2 separate regions of the Mus musculus genome follow, and region 1 is linked to region 2. Evidence: chromatin contacts called from public HiChIP or PLAC-seq data. All regions are on one chromosome and are shown on one strand. Each heading gives the region's core, a stretch centred on a gene start, on an enhancer-like site or on the middle of the called end of the contact. The rest is flanking DNA. Distances are from core to core; before and after follow the strand shown.

Region 1 (5,470 bases), core at 2,606-5,105, 97 kb after region 2:
TGGAGGTATCATCATTTCTGACTTCAAGTTGTACTACAGAGCAATAGTGATAAAACCAACCTCATGGTACTGGCATAAAAACAGACAGGTTGATCAATGGAATAGAATTGAAGACCCATAAATAAACCCACACATCTACGGACACAAAGAAGCCAAATACATACAGTGGAAAAGGGAGACAATCTTCAACAAATAATTGGTGCTGTTCTACCTGTATGACTGCATGTAGAAGAATAAAAATAGACCCATATCTATCACTCTGCACAAAATTCAAGTCTAAGTGGATTAAAGACCTCAACATAACATTGGACAGACTAAACATAATAGAAGAGAAAGTGGGGGACTGCCTTGAACTCATTGGCACAGGAAACAAATTCCTGATTTACCAATAGCTGAGGCACTAAGATCAACAATTAATAAATGGGACCTCATTAAACTGAAAAGCTTCTTTCTGTAAGGCAAAGGACACTGCCAGTAAGACAAAACTGTAGCCTACAGAATGAGAAAAGGAAAGATCTTCACCAACCTTACATCTGACATAGGACTGCTATCATTCATGTGTGTCTGTGTGTGTGTGTGTGTGTGTGTGTGTGTTATACTCAAGAAATTAGACACAGATAATCCAATTTTAAAAGTGGAGCACAAAGCTAAAAAGAAAATTCTTGACAGAAGAATCTCTAATGGCTGAGAAGCACTTAAAGAAATGTTCAAAGTCCTTAGCCATCAGGGAAATGCATACCAAAATGATCATGAGATTATATCTTATACCCATCAGAATGGCTAAGGTTAAAAATGGCTCAAGGGACAGAACATGCAAGTACTTGGAAGAGGGAGAACACTCCTCCATTGCTGGTGAGAGTACAAACTGGTATAACTACTTTGGAAATCAATTTGGCTGTTTCTCAGAAAATTGGGAATAATTCTACCCCACTACCAAACTATAGCACTCTTGGGCATATACCCAAAAGATGCCCTATTATATATACCACAAAGATTCTTAAGTATGTTCATAGCTGCTTTATTATAATAGTGTGAAACTGGAAACAACCAGATGTCACTGAAGTGAAGAATGGATACAGAAAATGTGGTTCATTTACACAATGGAATACTATTCAGCTATTAAAAACAAAAACATGAAATTTGCAGGCCAATGGATGAAACTAGAAACTAGCATTCTGAGTGAGATAACTCAAATCCAGAAAGATACACGTGGTTTGTATTCACCTATACTTGGACATTAGCCAAAAAGTACAGGATAGCCACAGTATAATTAACAGATCCAAAGAAACTAAGTAATAAGGAGAGCAGGCCTATGGGAGGATGTGTGCATTTCACTTAAAAGGGGAAACAAAGTAGTCATTGAAGGTGGATGGATGGAGGGAACTGGGTGGGAGAAGGGGTGAGGAGGGGAGCAGGTATGGGGGTCAGATGTAAGGAGAGGGGGTGTTGGAGAGGGAAAGGCAAACAATGGAGTAGCTAGAGACCTGGGATGGGGGAGGTTCCAGGGAGTCTATGAGCGGTGACCTTAGCTGAGACTCCTATCAGCGGGGATATGGAGACTGAAGTGACCACCTCCTGTAGGTTCGAAAGCATGCATGGGCTTTTTTTCTCCCCTTTCCTTCCCTTTCCATTCAGTTCCTTCTAGTTTCTCCCTTTCCTTTCCTGTGGTTCTAGGGATGGCATCCAGGTCCCCACAATAAGCCACTCAAGTATTCTATCATCAACCTGTGTCCCAAAGTCCTCTGAAACACTTTTATTTAGAAACGTCACAAAAAAGTAACTATATAGTTTCTCTTTAAAACTCTAAAGACTAACCCAGAAATAAGTGCTTGCAGACAGGAACCTGACACAGCTGTCCCCTAAGAGGCTCTGCCAGAGCCTGACAAATACAGATGTGGATGCTCACAGCCAACCATTGGACTGAGTGTGGGGACCCCAGTGGAGGAGTTAAGGGAAGAACTGAAGGAGATAAAGGAGTTTGCAACCCCATAGGAAGAACAACAATACCAACCACCATATACTCCAGAGCTCCCAAGGACTAAATGACTAACCAAAGAGTACATACACATGGAGGAGCTCATTGCTCCTGCCGAATATATAGCAGAGGATGACCTTATCTGGCATCAATGGGAGGAGAAGCCCTTGGTCCTGTGAAGGTTCAATGCCCCAACATGGGGAATGCTAGGGCAGTGAGGTGGGAGTAGGTGGGTGGGTAGGGGAGCACCCTCATAGAAGCAGGGTAGAGGGGGGTTGGGATAGGGGGTTTGTGTGGAAAGGAAACCAGGAAGGGAGATAACACTAGAAATGTAAATAAATAAAATAGCCAATAAAAAAGAATAAAAATAAATAAATTTTAAAAAAGAAAAACACATGTAATAAAACTGAAACAATTAAAAAAATAAAATGTTTAATCATATTGAACATTTTTAAAGGGAATTATCAAGAACACTAAAGAAATGCCATTATCTACCAAAAGATTTTAAATTAAAGTAGGCCAGTTGTAAGTTAAGGGGCATTAAAACTGAAAAGATTTTTAGCAAAAGTTTTCATTTACAAACAAGTACACAGGACCCTAGAGATGGCCCAGTGGTTAAGAGCGGCTGCTACTTTCCTACAGGGTCCAAGTTGTGCTCCCAACATCCACACTGAGTGGCTGAGAACTCCAGCTGCAAGTGATGTGACACCCCCTTCTGTTTTCCATGGGCACATGTACATTATTTGTACACATATATGCACACACACACATGCACATAAATAAAAAATAAATCTTTAAAAACATATTCATAACCTCATTTAAAATCCAGTATTTTAGTAGAGCGTTTATCCCCACAAATCCTGCATTGGCTCTCATAACTTTTGCTTCCATCAGGCTCCAAAGGAACTCTTCTTTGTCCAGTTTTTTTTTTTTTTTTAAATAGCAGCATTTCTAAGCTAGCAAGCCAATTGCTTTAAAATGAATTTTGTAAATACAATCAACAGATGTCCACAGTGTACCATCCACCTTAATGGATCATCCACCTTAAGGGAATTTCCCCATGACATAAGACCAAGGCTTACAATGGCCTCTAGTGTTTACTGTGATTGACAGCCACTGTGGGACCTTCCTAACAGCAGATTGTTGTTGCCATAGACAACTGCTACAGCTCATCTACTTTAAAAACATTTTGTTACCCACTTATGGAATTTGAAGTGTTGTCTTAAATTCTGGGTAAATTTTTATCATTAGATGACCATTGGCTGTTGAATATTGACAATATTAAATGACAATGACTGTTACGAGGCAATGTTTTATTTTCCTTAGAAACTAGAGCCCTAGGTTCAAACAGGGATGGGTCAACAGGAATTACCCATCATCCTGGACTCAGCACAACTGAAAACCCTGTTTCTGCCTGCATCAGCACGTGTATCCTTAAGTCTTAGCTGATTATCCAATCATAGTCCCAACACAGGAGATGGTCACTGTGATTAACAGTGATTAATGCTAGCTGCAACCAGATCTTTAACATTTCTTTCATTCACATTAAAAGAACACAAAGAAATGAAAACTTAAAAAGAGCCAAAATACTGTGACTTCGCTATTATATACAGAGAATTGGACCCTGTGGAAGGGTTTCCAGCCTGTCCTCCCCCCCACCCCACTTCTGTCCCTGCACACACACACACACACACACACACACACACACACACACACACACACGTTCATTTAAACAAGACAGCGCTTGAAATACTCTGTGACTTCCTAATGTGCTGGAGCTATTTCGAAATGATTATAACATAAATAGAAGCAGAGACATTGACTTCACTAAACTTCCTTTTAAGGACAGCCGTGATTTTGAGCGTTATAAAGCAGCAAATATTGAGAGCATTGCCAAGGCACCCAAGAGGAATCAGAGAAGTAAGAGATTGGTAAGCTTCAGCCCGTCCCCCTCCCTTTTCTGCTTCCTTTTCTCAGGTTCTAAGAGTGGTAATAGTTTTTTTTTTTTTTTTTCCCTAGAAGGTGTCTAGTAAATGTTAATCTGTATTAACAAGCTAATTCAAGTTCAGCTGTCAAAATCATGAAGAGGATAAACAGACACTGAAAACTATTAGTTGTGGCTCAGAAAATTATCAAATGTGCCTTTCCATGCTATAAACTCAATCACTTAATTGTTTGAAAGAGTTAACTGGCAACGAGGGAGCTATGACTCTCTGTCTATTTATGCCCCTGCCCACAGGGCATTTTCCAAGCTGAATGGCTGATACAGTATTGCAAACTCTTACACCATCAGAAAGAAAGTAAAATATCGCCACCGCAGAAAGAATGTTTTCCAACGGGACATAATAGCATCTCCCTCCTACTTATGCTAACTTATACCAAAGTCTGATTTATAGACTAGGAGGGGGGAAAAGACACTTTGCAAACTTACTGAATACTTTTTTTCTGCCTCTGAGGGCTGCATGTACTTAGTTATCAGAACCCGTTTTTAGCAACCACAGGAGTCGAAGAAATATTTAGCTTATTCACCCCAACGGTAAACAGGAAGGCAACCACTTACTCGTCCTTTGTGCCAGCATTCCAGGATCTCCTCGTCAGAGTTCTTGCCTTCCAGGAGGGTGAGCTGCTGGGCCCAGGTTTTCAGAAGGGTGCAGAACTGTTCCAGGGCCTGCTCGAGTTGGGTCACCTGGCCAAAGAACTCCTGCTCGGAGAGAGCCATTTCACTGACTAGGCTCTCCAGGCTGCTCTGTGTTTGGAAGAGGCAGTCTTCCCACTGCCTCCAGTCGGCGCGCAGGGCCTGCATCTCCGAGTTCAGAAGCTCACACCCACTGGCAGCTGTGTTCTGTTTCACAGCCGGGGCCAGCGACTCCACTCTGCTTAGGCGGCCTGCACCGATCTCTCTGGAATCTATCAGCTCCTGTAATGGAATATTGCCATGGAAACCAAGGAGGCCCTTAGTCACTTGGGCTACCAGTTTTCAACATGTGTGCAGATCAGGACTCTGTCCTGCTATGAAGTTTGAGCAAATGTACACAGGGAATGGCAGTCGTTGTGTCTATACTCTCCTAAGCTATATTAGTAGGAGTCAGTCTCATGAGTGTCTGACTTATTGCAAAATCATGCAGGGCGTCACAGTGTCCGTGCTGCCTGGACGGGCGCTATTTAGATATGTGGAAGTGTAGTGTTCAGCTCCTATAGACTAAAAAGAGTCCTAGAACCCTTACTCACCCTTATGTGGATGGATAAATGAACTGTGCCCTGTCTGTAATCTCTAATTTCCATCATCTCCCATAGAAGGGTGGCTTAAATCATTTCTTCCCTGCTGGGAGTCAGGCTGACCCACAGTCAGAAGAGAACCAGCCCTCCTCAACCTCAGATATTTCTGTACCTAAGGAGGCATTTTTATGGTCACCGAAATTAATAATTCACAGATGAACTTAATTAAGAGTTTAAAGCAAACTCTAGCCTAGGTTTGTTTATTGCTGGCATTTCTCC
Region 2 (5,613 bases), core at 180-2,679:
TTACCAAAAAAAAAATTTTTTTTTTGGTTCTATGTGTGGTTTTTTTTTTGGTTCTACCTGACAACTGGCCTCTTGTAGAGTTGAAAGCCCATCATCTTCTGTATATGAGGAACTTGGGGCTGTTATGCGAGAGCTACCAGAACTCAAGGAGTAAATCACAGTCACTAAGAAACCCATAAACAATGGCTGCCATCGATGCTTGGTACAGCGAGGAATCACGGTTAAAAATGTGTGGCTCGGTGCTCATATGTCTAAGCTTAAGATGCCCAAGGAAATAAATCTGGACAGATTTGGCTCCAATTTGATCCACATTTTTCCCAGTCTTAAAAGTTAGTGATAATTAAACATCCCATTTAGCACTTGTAATTGTGTGTTACTATTCATTTTTGTTTCCTCAGGAGCTGCTGAGGAACCACCCAGAGAGAGGCAGCTTGGACACTGAAGAGCTGTGGTCTCACGAAGCTTCTGACCTGGAGGCCAACAACATGACACAATATCTGTCTCAACTCTTCTGTGGAAGCCAGATGACAGCTTGTGTCTAGGGGGATGAAGGAGCCTGTGGCAAACTGAGGATGCCTCCTCCCTCACAGTCAGAGGAGGGAACACCCTGGCTGTGAGGGGGAAATCTGTTTGTTATGTAACAGAGATCTACTTACAGAAAGAGCGAGCACAGAGCCCCTTCACGGATGTGATGTTTTTAAGTAACTATATCTGGCTCTTCCTTGGATGGCTGTGTACATTCTGTGCTATACAGCGTTGGCGGTCTGGAAACTGGAGCTAAAGGGCATCTGCTAGAAGCTCCTGGAGTTTTAAAACTAGTTCTGAAATCTAGTGCATTGCTACCCAAGCTGTCAGTCTCTCACTGATTTACACTGTACTCTGGGAACATTCAGCCAACTGATGTGGCCTATAGATTTGTTTGATTAAACAAACAATGCGAAGACTCCATTGGCTATTTAGTATCCTCCAAGTCAAGCCGCCTGCCTTAGCCTAGGTGAGGTCACATCTACTAACTAAGAGGGGTCTGGACCCTGCCTGGATGTTTGCCTAACAATGGATTTTAACTGACATCTTGTGATGGAGGAGACTTGTAAAAACTAAGCCACAGGAAGCCTAATCTAGCTCATTGTAAGATGTGATTATCACTCATATCAACTAATAACAAGAAAATCGTGAATGTGTTTTTGTGATGACGTACTGGACAACCTCACATGTACATTGAAAGTGTTGACCAAGATGGAGCACAAAAATAGAAACTATTAGAAAAGGCATAGACTTCCACAGCACACAGTGTCAAGATCAGTATTAACTGTTCTACTTGAAAAGTTTAAGAATATTATGTAATCATTTTGATATACCACCAGCTGACTGTAATCCATCTCCTCTAGTTCTAGGGACATCCATGACCACAGGAAAGAAACCGTATCATCCAAGGATGAGTAATTCATATTTTTAATTCAGAACTTGGGCATCAGAGCTCTCCCAGGGAGCTCTGAACTTCTCCTTTTCTTGTTAATTTCCTCTTATTACTCTTGTTATTATTTAATTGTTGTTGACTTTTCTGTTCTGTGTGTAAGACAGAAAGTCTTGTGTCTGGCTTGCTCAGAGGTCTTTTGGTTTGATTTGATTTGTTAGTTTTGAGCCTGGGCTTTTTCACTCTGTAACTCAAGGTAGAGGGAAACTCACTACCTAGCTCTTAAGCTGGTCTTGAACTCATGGTAAACGTACCTCCACAGCCTCCTAAGTGCTAGGATTGCAGGTGTGAGCCACCACAGCCAGCTAAGAATGTATCTCCTGAATGGATGACTTAAGAATTTCCCCAGAACTGTACCAGTCTCTACCAACAGACTGTCATACCATCTAAATGTCTTGGCAACTTTATGACCTTTTGAATTTGGAGGCCTGTTCTCTTTATCACAGAAGTTCCATTTGAACCCTTTGGCTTTAAAATTAAAGTGACATAATAAAAGAAACATTTTTAAGTGATGGATTTATAGCACTGTCTAGGAGACACTTGCTCTAATTAGTGCCTCCTCTCAATATTATCTCAGCTCACGAGCAGTTACATAACTTCTTAGAAACATCATTAAAATCTGTCAAAATTTGTTTTGGCTAAAAATACATCACCGCTTATCACACACACATTAAAAGTTTTGGTTATTTTGAAAGTATTTTGCTTATATCATATACGTCTCACTAAGTGTTCTGGCACACCACTTAGAATATGTTATATTTAGTGTAAGATATGTTAAAATGTGGCCCATAACAAGGCACAGCTTCACTTTACAGAAACTAAAAGTCTCATAGGAATCAAGGTTTGCTATTTAAAGTAGGACCTGGTTAGTGTTACTGCAGTCCTCCATGCATGTTAACTGAGCCATAGAATCATACTTCTGTGTTCTCCTTTGGGATACAGTACCCCATGCCGAGGATTGCTTTAGGAAGCCATAAGGCCCTAAAGGGACCTTCTTTGGGCTTTAATTTGCATGGTGGATGAGTTTGTTTATACTGGGCTATAATTTTCATGAGCTAATTTTTGCTCACTTCACCAACCAGTAGCTCAGTTGGGGTGGCGACATATGTCACCTTCCATGACAACCATAATTTATGTGACACTTAATGGCATGGCCTCTGGTCCCAAATTCGATGAAACTGGGGACTCATAGCCACAGACCAATGGGGATGGCAAACGGAGAACTGCATCCATTGAGAGCTCACAGTGTGGGAAGGACAAGTGGGAGGTACCTGGTTAACAGCCGCCTCCGTGTTAGCCACAGGTGATGGGGAGCGACAGGCAGGTGGAGAGGAAATCTCACTGTTGGTTCCCTCTTCCCCAGACTCTTCAGTGACAGGTGACAGCAGAGTATGACAGCGACCTGCAGTCATCTGCCACACAGAATGTAGCCCAGGGGACATAAAAATCTGTTAGCTATGTTAGCACAAAACCTCACAGACAAAGCTCAGGACTTCATTATCCAGCCAAGGTTGGCATGACTGGCATTAGTTTACATATTAACTCTGGGTTAGTATATAAAAGTATGACCGTCAAGTGGTTGTGTTAAGACTGTTTCTAAAACAGACAGATTCGTGGCTGCACTTCACACCCAAGAATTTTGATGTTGGTCAAAAGTGTCTCTTTTCATCGAGTGTATTTGTGGCTTTATAAAATAAGTAGGGAAAATGTGCACCAAACAGGAAATGGGATCTGTGAAATAAAACCTGGCCTCTTGTGTCATCTCAAGTTCCAAATGTCCAGGGAAATTAAATGCAACTAAACAGTGTTGCTCAACCTGTGGGTCGTGACCCCTTTGGGGGTTGAATGACCCTTTCTTTCACAGGGGTCGCATATCAGACAGCCTGCATACAGATATTTACATTACCATTCATAACAGTAGCAGAAGTAGTTATGAAGTAGCAATAAAATAAGTTTATGGTTGGAGGTCACCACAACACGAGGAACTGTATTCAAGGGTCACAATGTTAGGAAGGTTGAGAACTGCTGATCTAAAGTCACATATGGCCACATGGTTTGCGAATATGTTACTTATTACTTGAGGCATAGCATAAGTGAGAAAAATATACATCACCAGAAGATACTATAGTTACCAAAACACTCAGTTGCAAAATGTAGAGGGAAATAATGGTATAAAAGGGAGATTAAATTGTCTCTTGGTCCCAAACTAAACTTTGACTAGTTAATTTCTTCATTTCTGCCATAATAGTTTTTCTCATATATATATATATATATGCATATGTATATATGCATATATATCACATATATGGGAATATATATCACACATATATTTGAATATATATGTATATGTGTGTATATGTATATATGGGAAAACAGTTAAATCTATGTGTCATGACTCTGGTGTAAAGGAATTATTTTCAAAATAAAACACAAAATAGGTCAGTGTTATTGCAAAATTGGTCATGAATGAAGGGCAGCCTTTGGACTCCAAATCTAACATTAGCAGTCACAAATGCCACTGTTTATAGGGGTAAAGATTAGCTCTGGTTCCTGGGCAGTCAGTCACTACAAACGAAGGAGCCAGCTCCTAAATTAGGATCTACAACCTCTAAAGCTAGTCTCTAAAGAAGCATGGCTGTGGCTCCTGGCCACCAGCAGCCGTGCTTCAGTCCAAAGAGCAAAGCTAGCTGTACGGCCAGGCTTGATCCTTACCATGACCACAGAGGGGTGGGCTGAAGGCGTAGGGTGGAGCTCGCGGTCCAGATCCTCGGTCCCTTCAGCCAGTCCCTCGACCTCGGTCACAGTCAGCAGCATAGTTGCGTGCTTGGCTTTCATCGTCAGCATCTTGCATTTGGAATTCAAAGAGTCGATCTGCTCCTGGTAGCCCTTGATTTTCTGCGCCAGCTCCTGAGGAAACATTTTCCCACCGTGTGTCAGAGCAGCATCAGAAGGAAACAGTAGTGGGGTTCATCTTCCTGCAGCCGGGAGCCAATGAGAGGCGGAGCCGAGCCCTGCGCCGAGCAGAGGCGGTGTGCAGCTGCCGGCTGCTGCACCTCCAGCCCAGCCGAGCCAGACCACAGCGCAGCAGAGCCCAACACCAGACACTGAGCCCTAGCTAGGCTTGCAGTGGGAATATGGGGCGGGCAGATTGGCTTTGAGCCCTGACAGGTGACCATTAAGCTATTATGAACTCCCAGCATGCGGTGCTGGCAACTTTCTCCAAAATACCTGAAGTCTCTGAAATTTACCAGATGGTTCATGCCATGGAAATTAGGTCATGTGATGACTAAAGCAAAAAAAAAAAAAAAAAAAAAAAAAAAAAAAAAAAAAAGCAACGCTCAGCTCTTATACTAACTACATCCAAGAGGTGGCAGTCACTTAGTAAGGCAGGGTCACAAAGCAAACTGTTTGCTGGTTCCTGTGACCAAGACCTTTTTTTATAGAAGGTCAGAATAGTATGTATGAAGTCTATGATATCTTAATCCTTAATTTGTATGTGACTGACCTCCTAAATATACTATCTATGTGGCCAATAGTTTCTCATCAGACACAACACACCTCCAGTATTTTCTCGTATTTCAAAGCAGATCTCTGAACTGCTGTTGCAAATGAATGCTCTCTCATTTTATTTTGCTCTTGCGGGGGAGGGACAAAAAAAACATTATTTTGAGACGTGATTGAAACTTTGTGTAACTATACTCTGGACTGCACACAGCTCCTCAAAGGGTTAACTACGGATCAGTTCTAGGGGTGTGGCAATTCTAAACATTACAGCTATACTTTCTTGCTGACATTAAAGAGAAACCACTACAATGATAAGATGTTGAAGTAATAATTCCTCATATCTTTAACAGGTTGGAGATATATGTCCTGAGACGGTGACATAAAGATGCAGAGGCATCCTTCTTTCTTTTTCCTGGTGTTTGGGACAAGCCTATCTGCCTGGCAAGCTGTCAGTTATGTATATAGGACACATTCTGTGACTGGGATTCAAGGTCCTAGAATAAGAGCTGCAACTGTCCTCAAGATGCCACAAGGTGGTTGATTACAACTTCAGGACTATGGTGGGCTCAGGGACAATTATCATAGACTGTCTTTCGTACCCTTAGTACTTATTCGTCATCACCTCTGCCTGCCCT

Evidence for each region. HiChIP or PLAC-seq counts read pairs in DNA pulled down with a chosen protein or histone mark.
Region 1: an H3K4me3 HiChIP or PLAC-seq map of bone marrow-derived macrophages shows a contact between it and region 2, with 5 times the contacts expected there. The contact joins two enhancer-like sites. A contact is called at or near these places in 1 of 15 datasets of contacts at CTCF or cohesin (the NIH/3T3 cell line), 5 of 484 Hi-C or Micro-C datasets (bone marrow-derived macrophages, brown adipocytes, macrophages and 2 more), 2 of 115 datasets of contacts at active chromatin or transcription factors (both in bone marrow-derived macrophages) and 1 of 9 other capture datasets (adipose tissue).

The regions. Positions count from the first base shown.
Region 1 is chr10:5,284,681-5,290,150 of GRCm38.p6, forward strand. It overlaps Syne1 (spectrin repeat containing, nuclear envelope 1), which reads right to left. Exons shown (of 146, transcript NM_001347711.1): 55 at 4,536-4,892. Among named protein-coding and RNA genes, the nearest start is that of Gm51757, 39 kb to the right of the region's middle. Within about 2 kb of position 3,856, at least 166 of the 459 cell types and tissues checked have an H3K27ac peak or open chromatin away from gene starts, as enhancers often do. A contact at or near this core is called in adipose tissue, bone marrow-derived macrophages and macrophages, where this site is marked.
Region 2 is chr10:5,190,287-5,195,899 of GRCm38.p6, forward strand. It overlaps Syne1 (spectrin repeat containing, nuclear envelope 1), which reads right to left. Exons shown (of 146, transcript NM_001347711.1): 91 at 4,187-4,381; 92 at 2,746-2,886. Among named protein-coding and RNA genes, the nearest start is that of Gm51757, 130 kb to the right of the region's middle. Within about 2 kb of position 1,430, at least 25 of the 459 cell types and tissues checked have an H3K27ac peak or open chromatin away from gene starts, as enhancers often do. A contact at or near this core is called in adipose tissue, bone marrow-derived macrophages and macrophages, where this site is marked.